Linked DNA regions of Hordeum vulgare: region 1 is linked to region 2. Evidence: chromatin contacts called from public Hi-C data. All regions are on one chromosome and are shown on one strand. The core of a region is the stretch at or near the end of the contact, and the rest is flanking DNA. Distances in the headings are between cores, read along the strand shown. Region 1 has its middle 140 kb from the start of TRNAK-CUU. Region 2 has its middle 76 kb from the start of LOC123395831.

Evidence for each region. A called contact is a pair of places that touch in the nucleus more often than the background predicts.
Region 1: a contact with region 2 is called in a Hi-C map of leaf, with 8 times the contacts expected there. The contact joins two enhancer-like sites. A contact is called at or near these places in 2 of 6 Hi-C or Micro-C datasets (leaf and seedling).

The regions. Positions count from the first base shown.
Region 1 is chr5H:414,231,725-414,238,342 of MorexV3_pseudomolecules_assembly, reverse strand. No RefSeq gene overlaps it. Among protein-coding and RNA genes, the nearest start is that of TRNAK-CUU, 140 kb to the right of the region's middle. Within about 2 kb of position 2,547, at least 2 of the 3 cell types and tissues checked have open chromatin away from gene starts, as enhancers often do. A contact at or near this core is called in leaf, where this site is marked.
Region 2 is chr5H:414,011,624-414,018,999 of MorexV3_pseudomolecules_assembly, reverse strand. No RefSeq gene overlaps it. Among protein-coding and RNA genes, the nearest start is that of LOC123395831, 76 kb to the left of the region's middle. Within about 2 kb of position 3,004, at least 2 of the 3 cell types and tissues checked have open chromatin away from gene starts, as enhancers often do. A contact at or near this core is called in leaf, where this site is marked.

The DNA.
Region 1 (6,618 bases), core at 1,298-3,797, 220 kb before region 2:
AGGCATACAAAACATCCAAATTTTGAAAAGATAATAGCATGGAACCATAAAAAATAATATATACGTTGGAGACGTATCAACATCAAGTGTTGATGGTTAGTAAAACCACTAGTTTTGAGAAGGGCAAGGGTAAGAAGGGATACTTCATGAAAGGCAAACCAGTTGCCGCTCTAGTGAAGAAACCGAAGGTTAAACCTAAACCCGAGACTAAGTGCTTCTATTATGAGGGGAATGGTCACTGGAGCGGAACTACCCTGGTTACTTGGTAGATGAGAAGGCTGGCGAAGTCGACAAAAGTATATTGGATATACATGATATTGATGTGTACTTTACTAGTACTCCTAGTAGCACCGGGATTTAGATACCGGTTTGGTTGCTAAGTGTTAATAACTAAAAATAAAAGCTACGGAATAAATGGAGACTAGCTAAAAGTGGTGATGATGTGTATTGGAAGAAATTTCAAGGTTGATGTGATCCAACATCACACGCTCCCTCTACCATCGGGATTAGTGTTGAACCTAAATAAATGTTATTTGGTGTTTGCGTTGAGCATGAACATGATTAGATCGTGTTTATTGCAATATGATTATTCATTTAAAGAGAATAATGGTTATTCTATTTGCTTAAATATATACCTTCAATGGTTTATTGAATCTTGATCGTAGTGATACCCATGTTCATAATATTTGATGCCAAAAGATACAAAGTTGTAATGATAGTACCACTTACTTGTGGCACTGCCGCTTCAGTCATATTGGTTTAAAACGCATGAAGAAGCTCCATACTGATGGATCTTTGGACTCCTCCTTTTTTAATCGTTTGAGACATGCCAACCATGCCTATTGGTGTGACCGCATGAAGAAACTCCATGCAGATGCATCGTTTGGACTCACTTGATTTTGAATCACTTGAGACATGCATATCATGGGCAAGATGACTGAAGGCCTCATTTTCAGTGAGATGGCACAAGAGAGTAACTTGTTGGAAGTAATACATTTTGATGTATACAGTCCAATGAGTGCTGAGGCACATAGTGGATATCATTATGTTCTTACTTCACAGATGATTTGAGTAGATACTGGTATATTTACTTGATGAAACACAAGTCTGAATTATTGAAAGGTTCAAGTAATTTCAGAGTGAAGTTGAAGATCGTCGTGACAAGAGTATAAAATTTCTACGATATGATCGTGGAGATGAATATGTGAGTTGCAAGTTTGGTACACATTTAAGACAACGTGGAAATTGTTTCACAACTAATGCCACCTGGAACACCATGATGTGATGGTGTGTCCGAACGTCATAGCCACGCCATATTGGATATGGTGCATACTATGATGTCTTTTATCGAATTACCACTATCGTTTTTGGGTTATGCATTAGAGACAACCGCATTCACTTTAAATAGGGCACCACATAATTCCGTTGAGATGATACCGTATGAACTATGGTTTGGAGAAACCTAAGCTGTCGTTTCTTAAAAGTTTGGGGCTGTGATGCTTATGAGAAAAAGTTTCAGCATGATAAGCTCGAACCCAAAGTGGATAAATGCATCTTCATAGGACACCCAAAATAGTTGGGTATACCTATTATCTCAGATCCGGAATCAAAGTGTTTGTTTCTAGAAACAGGTCCTTTCTCGAGAAAAAGTTTCTCTCGAAAGAATTGAGTGGGAGGATGGTGGAACTTGATGAAGTTATTGAACCATCACTTCAACCAGTGTTTAGCAGGGCACGAGAAGTTGCTTCTGTGGCGCATGCATCAATTGAAGTGGAAGCTGATAATAGTGATCACAAAGCTTCATGATCAAGTTACTACAAACCTCGTAGGTCAACAAGGTCATGTACTACTCCAGAGTGGTACGGTAACCCTGTCTTGGAGGTCATGTTGTTTTTATGCTAAAATTTTAAAAATGTTCTACTTTACATTTCTTAAGTAAATTATTAACATTTTTACACATAATGAAAATTTCGTAAAATATATATTTTTGTGTTCCACTTTTTAATACACGTTCAACGTTTTTCGTATACATATGAAACATTTTAATAAACACTTAGCATGTTGAAATATATGTTAAATATTTTTTTCTTATACTTGTCTTTATATGTATATTTTTCTTTGAGACACGCAATATTTTTTCTATATTGATTTAAGATTTTTAAAATGCATGATTAACATTTTTCTAACACATTTTTTCTAAATTTTGTTATTTGAGTATATGAAAAAAAACAAATACATCCTAAAACATTTGTTCCAAATGCTATCAACAGTTTTTAAAGGTGCAACAACATTTATTAAAATTTAAGATTTTGAAAAATATATGTACTATTAGTTTTCATTAAAATAAAACAAAAAATGAAATCAAGGAACGGACTAAGGAAAGAATCGATCGAATTCTGAAACATATGCTTATTGCAACTGGGCGGGCCCATAGCCACATCCCTTCAGCGAGCGGATGCTCTATCTCGCTGGCATCCTAACATAGGGACGCCATCAAGTAGCAACACATCGCATACACTCCCCATGGGCAAACCCTATTTGGCGCTGCTGGCGTCAGTTATAGAGCATTTGCTAACAGGCGCCTGCAGCGCACACCCCCTTTCGTGATCTTGGGCCAGTCTAGTTGATTTTATTCTCATTTTTCTAAAAACTGGAAAAAGGGTGGGGAGCGATGGATTCGAACCTGGAACCTAGACCATAAGAAAGCAACGCAGCAACTACTTCGGACTACAAACCCTATGTATTCGGTTTATTCGGTTTACATGGTTCGATTAATATGGTTTTCCGATTTGTAGGGTATTAATAGTTCGCTAAATAATGTAGGAAATTCAAATATAGTTCAGTTTGGGTACATGCCATATTATTTAGGTATGGTTGCGGTATATCCATAAAAACCAAAGTTGTGGTGAATTAAAAATGATGTATAATAGCTTACAAATTTATGACTCAGAACATATCCATTTTTTTTACAAAGAGTACATAGCTATATGTAAGTGTATATTCATGCATGGTTTCAATGGTTATGGACATATTTAGCATTTTTTTGGAAAAGAAATATCTACGCTACAAAAAGATGAATGTGCTTAACAGGAAATTTGGCTCCTATACAAAAAAAGAACTAGTTATATGGTTGTTCGCCTCCAGATATATATATATAATTCTATTTTGGTTTATTCGGTTAACTATTCAGTTTTTGGGTATATACCATCAAAAAACAAAGTCCAAAATGGTATGAAAAGTTCATACCATGCCGAAACCATAAACCATAAAACCCATTAAATTGGTTTGGCTTGGTTTATTGTCGGTATGGTTTTTATTTCGGTTTTAAAATGCACAGAGTCATGGACAGCCCACCATATGTGACAAGTAACTCGTTTTTCTCCTTCTATTCTTTTCCTTTTTCGCGGTTTTGTTGGTTTTTTCTTTTTCTTATCTTTTTTCTCTTTCGTTTTTGTTTCCTTTTTCTATTGCAGATGTGTGGACTTTTCTCAATTTTTGCAAAAAAAAACAATGACTCTTCTTTAAGTTTATGAAAAAAATCGCATTTAAAGACATTTTTTTTCAAATTTGATCAAGTTATTTGAAATCAGTGAACATTTTTACAAAATTGCATGAACTTTTATAAAATCAATAAACTCTTTCTAAAAATTGATAAACATTTTTCAAATTCGTAAACTTTTCTTCAAAATTGAATAGCGTTTTTGAGATTTACCAACTTTCAAGGAATTCAGTGAACTTTTCAGATTTTTGTGATTTTTTTGAAATTTGTAAGCCAATCCGGTTAACTTCGTCAGTCAACCACGAACACCCATGCAAGCCTCGCTAGGAAAACAAAAAACCGTGCAAGCGCAAAGACCAGCAGGCGAGCAAGAACACGAAGCGCTTAATGGGCCACGACCCGGTTAAGACTCCTGTGAGCTCCAGACTCGCTAGTGGATGCTGAAGGCGCTGACTCAGCATGTCCTCTATTTGACAATACTTGTTTTTTCCCACAGTTTTGTAACTTTCCCTCAACCGGCTTTTCTTTGTTTGTTTTTTCCTAGAAATTTCTTTCTTTTATCCTTTTCTATTTTTCTTTTCTTTTCCTATTTTCTCATGATCCCTTTTTCTTTTATTTCTTTATTTTATTTTGATTTTGTTTAAAATAACATTCATTTTTTATTTCCTTTTTTATTTATTTTTACATTTCATTTTTTCAAACATTTTTCTAATTCATCAATATTTTTTCAAACCTTGTACATCATTCGAATACGTTATTTTTCTGAAATAGCTAATACTTTTTTAAATCATGTCCATTGCTCAAATTATTAAAACAAATCATGATTTGTCCTGAATTTTTTAGCATTTTGTTCAAACTCGTGGGCATTTGCTTGAATAGTTGATTTTTCTGAATCAACTAAGTTTTTTTTTAAATTTGGGAATATCTTTTAAATCCATGAACATTTTTTGAATCTGTGATTTTTCTAATCTATAAACTTTTAGTGAATTGTTGCTTTGCAAAAAGGACCTCAAATCAATTGAGCGTCCAACCAAAGGTACAAGGCACATTGAACAAAGAAGAAAGTATAAACAAGCCCATGGAATGGAACGCCTCATAACCCCAATCGTTGGAGCAAGCCGGAGGCGCGCCGCCACCATCTTTGGTTCGCATGTTCCTCGACCTTCTCGATGAAAGGGGAAGTCTTTGGGCAACATCCTAGCAAAAAGATCGTTGTCAGGAGGATGTTTTATCAATTTGAAATCCTCGATCTTGTTCTACGATTGCTCTCTCGTGTACACGTCAGTACACACCCTAACTTCACTGCTCGCAAAGAACGACATGAATCTATGCCACTGGTTCCAACATCACCTCGATGACACTGAGGGGGGGGAGAAGGAACTCCGACACACCAAGTCCAATTGGAATCAACGAGGAATCTCACGCCAAACATGCCACCACAAGGGGAGTAGATGTGAGAGGTAGGTTATTACAACCACCCAAACAACACCAGGACCAAAACTGGAAGCCTCACCAGAGTTTGAGGTTGATTAGGGAAGACTACCCAATCCGCTACCGCTATGAAACCCCAAGGATGAACCGCTAGACGTGCGGTTGATCAAGCCCTACCAACTCTCCAGTCATGGTGAGGCCATCGGAGGTGGTAGGAGGCGTTGACCCGCTAGCGAAAACTGTGGAGCCTAACTGGCACGCTTAGAAATCACACCTCCACCCTTGTAGTGCTTTTGTTTTTTTAAATCTCGGAACAATGTTTAAAATTCACAAGAAATATTTAAATTTTCGTGAACATTTCTATTAAATTGCAATTAATTTGAGTTTCATGAACATTTTTTGAACAAGTACGCATTTTTTAAGATAAGCTATTTTTAAAGTTTGCGAATATGTTTGATTTTTATGTTTTCTTCAAAACCATAAATATTTTTGAATTCATGAGCATTTTATCATTTTTCAAACATACTCTACCTATGTCGTCTGAGCATTGCCGGTCCCAATCCTGGGTAAATGAGGAGGGTTGTGATAGGCTTGACGAGCCAATGTCAAAACTCTACCGCTCTTATGGAGATGAAACCCAAAATATTTCTGTTGGGGCGTAACCCTCTCATCAACAACCACATCGGAACCCATGTGTGAGGTTAAATGAGCAAAGGTCGGGCCGTCACCCCCCTGGTGGTGCATTTTATCTTGATCTGGACACAGTGGCAAGTGAGCACGGATCGGATCATCGCATCCGTATTGTTGTGCTACATCAATGTCTGGGAGTAGTGGAAAATGATCAAGGGTCTTCGCATTTGACTCGACGGTCGCGAAGGGTAAGGAAGCTAGCCGAGCCTAGGAGGGTCCGCTTAGATAGTTGGAACATAGTGACTATGACAAGTAAGCTTCGGGAGCTAGTTGATACAATAATGAGGAAATATGTTGATATCCTTTGCGTCCATGACACCAAATGAAGGGTGCAGAAGGCGAAGGAGGTGAAGGATACCGGTTTCAAGCTATAGTACACGAGGATGGCTGCAAAGAGGAATGAAGTAGGCATGTTAATCAACAAGAGCCTCAAGTATGTAGGGTCACATGTCAAAAGACGTGGGGACCTACTTGTCGTGGTCAAGCTGGTAGTTGGGAACTTAGTTCTCAATGTTGTTGGCCCGTATGCCCCAAAAGTAGGCCACAATGGCAATAGGCTATTCATAGGAGGAGATCTCAATGGCCATGTGGGCACAACTAACCTAGATTCTGAAGGGATGCATGGGGATTTGGCTACGTCATGAGGAATTATGAACAAGAAGAAGATTTGCTCCAGCCTACGAGATGATCGTAACTGATACCCTCTTTAAGAAGAGAGAGTCGCATCTACTGACTTTTAGTACTGGTCAACATTCTAGCCAGACTGATTTCATCGTCTCGAGAAGAGAAGACACGCGTGTGTGCCTAGATTTTAAGGTGATACCTCGAGAGAGTGATGTCCCCCAACAAAAGCTTGTGGTTGATGACTTCCGGTTCCGGATTCGTGTCTAGTGGGACGACTTTGTCAAAGTCGCTAGAACGAAGTGGTGGAAGCTCAAGGGGAGGTAGCTTTAGCGTTAAAGTAGAGGGTCATTAAGGAGGGTCCTTGGGAGGAAGGA
Region 2 (7,376 bases), core at 1,755-4,254:
CGCCGGCTGAAGGCAAGAGTTTCCGTAAATGTAAACAATAAACGAGAACCTTCCAACATAACCCCTACCTAAAACCGAACTAAACCTGAATAATGAACAACATATAATCACAAGGTGGGTGAACCCAATAACATCAGCACCTAAACTTGAACCCCTATGTCCAGGTTTTGTGGTTATACTAACTCAAATTGTTGCGGAGCATCTACATATTGTGGCCACTATATCTGGCTTTTCGCGAGTCCTATGTTTCATTCGCTTGAAGATTTTTCACGACGTGTTGTGAATGCCGGCCCATTTCTCCTCCTTGCTGGCTCGCTCGGGATTGATCGATGTACTGGCTTCTGGTCCAGGTTTTTTATTGTTTCTTTGGGTTTTTCTTTTTTTTTTTGTTTTCTTTTGTGTTTTCTTTTTGGTTTTCTTTGTTTCTTCCCTATTTTTTCTTGTTTCTTTGGGTTTTTCTATTTTTTTGTTTTCTTTTGTGTCTTCTTTTTGGTTTTCTTTGTTTCTTCCCTGTTTTTTCTATTTTTCTTGTTTTCCCCTGTCTTTCTTTGTTTCCTTCTTGGTTTCACAAAGTTTTCTTTCTTTTTCTATGATTTCTTTGGGTTCCTTTGTTTATTTTCTTGTTTTTCAATGTTTTTTCTTCTTTTATTTTGGTATTCTTTTTTTTCTCGGTGTTCACTCTTTTGGTTCTTTTTCATTGGTTTTCTTCGGGATTGTTTGGTTTTATTTGTTTTTTCTTCAGTTTTTTTTCATTTCTCTTTGTTTCTTCATGGGTTTTCGATGGTTACTTCTTTGTTCAGTAAATGTCTTCTATTTTTAAAACACCATGTGCATTTTTAGTGTGCAAGAAAAACAGTATTGATCACTCAAAAAATAGTGCGACCTTAATAACACTTTATAGCATGTAGAAAATTGTCTTCCTAAATTAATCATTATCAATGTCTCGCTAATAGCACGTTATAGCGCTCTATAGCATGCTAATAGCATAGTTTCAGGTGCCCCATTATTTTGTATAGCATGCTGTGTTTTCCTTGGTGTTGATACATGTTGAACATTTTAGATACACAATAGACATTTTTTACAACACCTGTTTTAAACTCTTTTTAAATATGGTTAACATTATTTTAATGGTAATAAACATTTATTCACATGCGAAGTACATTTTCTGTATGCATGTTTAACATTATTTTTCAAATATGTGAAACATTTTCTTATCCATCTCAAACTTTTTTTGTACAGATTGAATATTTTTAAGTACCTGATTAATGATTTTATCAAATATTTTTTATCTAGTTTTTCTGTATAGATTGTATATTTTTGTATGCATAAGGAACATTTTTTACATATGTTTAGCATTTAAAAAACATTACATGATTAACACTTCTATGACATATATGCTTTTATGCCTATTTTCCATACACACTGTACTTTTTTGTACACATTTGAAAAATTATTTTTATACACGGGTAACATCTTGGAATACATTATAACATTTCACCGAAAATATACATTATATATCCAAGGTGATGAATAACGTGACCCTATATAAACTTCTACTTTTTACGCACGTTCTACATTCGTTCTATACATCAGGATAGATTTTTATACATGTTTAACTTTTTCAAAATCCATGATTTACAGTTTTTGTAAATGTACGTTTGTTGTCTAATTTTTGTACACTTTTTATATTTTTTATTTAAATCTACGTATACATCAGGAATATTTTTATATACACATGTAATAGTTTTTAACTGCATGGTTAACATTTAAAATAAATTTATGGAGTGTTTTTTAATATTGATATCAAAAATATTTGGAAATATACAAACAACAGCATTATAAATATCGAAAGAGAATGAGAAAATGAGAGCTTTGCCGGCTTTGATGCTGGGCCCGCCCACTGTTGCGCTCATTTCAAGCGTGGCCGCTTCTATTTTTGCTATAGTCGAAACATGGGCATGCCATGGTATCTCTTCTGTCAAGCAGACGAAATAACTAATTAAGAAATACTCTTTGCAAAGCTTATTCCCGTCTTTCCATATTAAGACAACTGGCGTACTGCATGTGCATTACTTGTCACAACATGAAAGCTTTCCCTTTTATCATAGTTTCGTTTAGTTAAAACAGTTTACCTTTTAAACTGTACGTCTAATTCCCGAAACATTTTCACCGTTGGTTCTTTGCAGTGTGATCTTTGAAACTACATCCCATGTTGATAGGTTTCAACAATCTTTTTTTCACAAAAAGACCAAAAACTCCGAACTGAAAGCACGTTTTATTTTCACTTTTTTTTCTTTTCTGAAGAGACATAGTTGTGCCTGAGTTAAATCTATGCCTCCACGGAAAGCAAATCTGACCTATCATGAAAAATAAGTAAAATACATTTTTCCTTTTTTGAGACAACCGAATTTGAGCCTTCATAAGAAGTAAATATGTACCTTTCGTGATTTTTTTTCTGAGAGGCATAGTCGTATCTCTCACGAAAGCAAATCTGCGACTCCACGAGAAGTAAGCATGTGTCTCTCGCATGAAAAGTTATGCATTATTTTATGCCTCTTGTAGAAGCAAATTTATGCCTCCACGTACAGTTATTGTGCCTTTCACGGAAGCAAAAAATCATGTTTTTTTAGATGCACAACTCTACTTCTCGCTGAAGCAAAAAAAATGCATTTTTTCATTTTTCAAATGGCACGGCTGTCTCTCTCGCAAAAGCGAATTTATGCATCCACGAAAAATAAATTCTCCCCTCTTGCGAAAAGAAAAGAAACACATTTTTTTCACACAGAAAGTTGATTAGTTTTGTCCAAAGATCTAGAGAAAACCGGGTAAAAGATATAAAACCAAAATAATAATACAAAGAATAGAAAAATAAAATACAAAATTGTAAATATGCGTCCAGAACATGACACGTGGCGGTGACTCAAAGAGCGCCAAGTGCTGTACCCTCAGACTACGAAAAATGACCTTTGCAGGATCCGCAAGGACTACTCCTCGGCTAGCTGCTTCCGGCCTTCCGCGAGCAGAACGCTCGCATCTCTCACACTGTCTGCGTAGATGGGCCTGGCTCAGAAGGTTACTAGAAATGTTCTTCTTTTTTCCTTTTATTTTCTTGCTTTATTACGTTTTTTATATTGTTTTCTTTGTGTACTTTTGTTCATATTTAAAATTTATTCTAAATATAAATTATAAGGACTTGTTTACAAATCTTTTAAATATGTTGAATGTCTGTCGAAAGAATGTTTGAAAAATATAAATTTGTTCAAGCAATTTTCGAAAATGTTTGTTTTATTTAAGAAATATTCACACATTTAAAAATGTTTACACGACATTATCTACAAATGCTCATGAAAATGTAAAACCTGGTTGGCACCATTTTCCAAAACATTTACCATTTAAAAATTTGTTCATGACATTAATAAATGTGATAACATTGGAAACAATGTTCATGAAATGCAAATTTTCTTCACAAAATTTAGAAAATATGTTCATAACATGTATAAATTCATTTGTGCTATTTATAGAAAATCTTCAAAAAAAATGCCTGAGAATTATTTTGCACCTTTTACAAGAATATTTATCAAATTAAAATCAAATTCAACGTGTGTTTGAAAAGTTCACTATGTATTGAAAAGAATGTCCAATGTACCGTTTAGAAATGTTGAACATGTATTCGGATAATGTGTATTATGTATTTATATTTAATTTATTTGCAATTTATATACCAACCACTATGAGATTTGATCCTTGCAATTAACGAGTATATGGGGATTGACAATCTTTTTGACCGTGTTGGGTGCAAGTATTTGCTCTTGTTTGTGTAGTTACTTTCGACGGTTGATTGTGTGCTTCTTCTATTGATTTGATAAACCTTGATTCTCACTAAAAAATACTTATTCCTTCCATACTACATCATCTTTTCCTCTTCGTGAAAAAACCCAACACATCTACAAAATAGCAACGACGCGTTGCACTCATGTGCGACCTGGCATCAACAAGTCACACGTGATTGTGCTCATGGCGTAGGAGTGGCAAAGGGCGGCTGAGAGGGGGAACACAACGTTTCTTAGTAGCATGATCACACAGCTGAGCACGCATGCTGTCGTATGCTCCTTTGAAGGTATGTCTACTAGCTGAATGCCCGCGCGTTGCCACGAAACAACAAAATAATATGGGTTGTATTTTATCCTACTTCGACCCTTCCTTAACTGTTTTTTTTCTAATATGCATTTTATTCTCATATCCCACCAAACAAACGCCGATCTTCCTTCTCCATTATTTATCTTTATCCACCCCGTTGACATGATAAGCTGGTGCCTATGATGCTTTTCACTACATTTCCATTGATTGATAACACACGTGTATAGGTGTATCTTTCTTCAAGCAATCTGGATTTTGGACTAATAGGATATTAAAATAAGTGGTCCTTGTGTTTTGCATATTGTTTCACTATGCTCACTTGTACTCCTTCGCAATGACCTTTACTCATTGTCATCGTTTTTTTTATCAAAGCACAACACAAAAGCATATTGAGTTGTCAAAGAGAATAAATTACAAAAATAACACCATAATAATGGAGCCTAAATAAAAAAACACCATCATTCCCTTTTTCTTTCAAAATTCACCAGTTATTACCGAAATAGGCTTTCGCCCCGCTATATTGATATAGCAACCATCCGATACAATTGTTGGGGCCTCAACACAAGCATGCCCAAAAAAAGAGAAACCACACAGATAAAATGCCAACAACGTCGGATCAACGAAAAACAAAGATGACTCGCAATCGCTGCGCCCACCGGAGAATTCCACCACGCTCCTAGCACTCTGAAATGTCGCCTACCAAGTAACACCTTCAAGAAGGAACGTGTCGACTATGCCGCTGCTACCCGGACAAGTCCTAGGGTTTCCCCCGGTACGTGAGGGGCGTGGGGGAAGGGGCAAATTTGACGCCCTTCAGGAAGGTATGGCGACGCCGACATGCGTCACCGCGTCGGTGCAGACAAGCCGACAAGGATTCCTCCGAACCATCAACTAAGCACGACCCCGAACGATCCTTCGCGATCCACTTTACTTGTCGTCCCCCAATATGCGCCACCACAGTCTCGCAGTCACCATCGCCGTCTCACAGTGGCAAGCGAAGCAAGACGGGCGAGATCAAGAGGGAGCAGCCGGGGACGGGGAGCGATAGGGTTACAAGCCATGCGAGAGGGGACAACCTCCACCATCCTCGACGGTAACCGACCGGACGCAGCTCAGGAGCAAACCAGGCACCACGCACCCCTGCCCGACCGAGCCCGAAATGGGCTCGTGAAGCTCCCGGCGTCGCGGTGCAGTGCGTGTGTTGCCGTATCCGTCAACCCTAGCACGAGCTACACCTCCGTCCGCCGGAGATGACATCGGAAAGCCCATGCCAGGCCTCCCCACACCCAGATGGGCCCAAACGTGCCCAAATCTGGGTCGTAAGGGCGCCACCGCCAGCCATCGTGTCGCCCAACAGCTAAGCAGCCGTGCCACCACCATCTCGCCACCCGGAGTTGTGCCGCCCACAAAGCCGTTGGATCCGTCGCCGGCTTGTGTGCACCGCCGCCAGTTGCCACCACCTGAGTTGTCGCGACGCGCGGGAGGAAAAAGCAGGGACATCGCCGCTGGCATCACGCGAGCAACGCCCGTGGAGCTGGCCTTCGCGGAGGCTTCCGCGGTGCTGATCGTCGGCTATGCCTGCCCCGCAGGCTGCACTGCCGATCCCATCGACGATCTTGCCACTGACATTGGCAGCCTCTGCGTCCTCTCCGGTGAGCGGCACCTTGACGACAAGCCTGGTCGCCTCGCCATCACAGACGACCTAGACGCTCTTTGCACGCTCTTCAGCAGCTGTGCCTTGAAGACGCTGATGACCCACAAGTATAGGGGATCAATCGTAGTCCTTTCGATAAGTAACAGTGTCGAACCCAACGAGGAGCAGAAGGCTCTGATAAATGGTTTTCAGCAAGGTAATAACTGCAAGCACTGAAAGTAGCGGTAACAAGTGATGGTGTAGTGAGGTGAAACGTAGCAGGTGAAAAGTAACAAGTAGTAGCAATGGTGCAGCAAAGTGGCCCAATCCCTTTTGTAGCAAGGGACAAGCCTGAACAAAGTCTTATAGGAGGAAAAACGCTCCCGAGGACACACGGGAATTTCTGTCATGCTAGTTTCATCATGTTCATATGATTCGCGTTCGTTACTTTGATAGTTTGATATGTGGGTGGACCGGCGCTTGGGTACTACCCTTACTTGGACAAGCATCCCACTTATGATTAACCCCTCTCGCAAGCATCCGCAACTACGAAAGAAGAATTAAGATAATGTCTAACCATAGCATTAAATTAGTGGATCAAAATCAGCCCCTTACGAAGCAACGCATAGACTGGGGTTTAAGCTTCTGTCACTCTAGCAACCCATCATCTACTTACTACTCCCCAATGCCTTCCTCTAGGCCCAAATACGGTGAAGTGTTATGTAGTCGACATTCACATAACACCACTAGAGGAAAAACAACATACGTCATATCAAAATACCGAACGAATACCAAATTCACATGACTATTATTAGCATGACTTATCCCATGTCCTCAGGAACAAAAGTAACTACTCACAAAGCATAATCATAATCATGATCAGAGGTGTAATGAGTAGCATCAAGGATCTGAACATAAACTCTTCCACCAAGTAATCCAACTAGCATCAACTACAAAGAGTAATCAACACTACTAGCATGCTTACAAGTACCAATCGGAGTTGCGAGACAGAGATTGGTTACAAGAGATGAACTAGGGTTTGGAGAGGAGATGGTGCTGATGAAGATGTTGATGGAGATGACTCCCCTCCGACGAGAGGAGTGTTGGTGATGACGATGGCGACGATTTCCCCCTCCGGGAGGGAAGTTTCCCCGGCAGGATCGTCCTGCCGGAGCTCTAGATTGGTTGTGCTCAAGTTCCGCCTCGTGGCGGCGGAGAATCCACGAAAAATCTCCACCCTGATTTTTTTCCGGACGAAACCCTTCATATAGCAAAAGAGGGGGGCCAGTGGGCCACCAGGGTGCCCACAAGCCCTGTTGCCGCGGCCAGGGGGGTAGGCCGCGGCCACCAAGCTTGTGGACCCCTGGCAGCTCCCCTGTGGCACTTCTTTCGCCCAATATTTTTTATATATTCCCAAAAAATTCGACGTTGATTTTCAGGGCATTTGGAGTTGCGCAGAATAGAGGATTCAGACTTGCTCCTTTTCCAGTCTAGAATTCCAGCTGCCGGTATTCTCCATCTTCAAATAAACCTTGCAAAATAAGAGAGAAAAGGCATAAGTATGGTACGACAAAGTATAATAACAGTCCATAAAGCGATAAATATC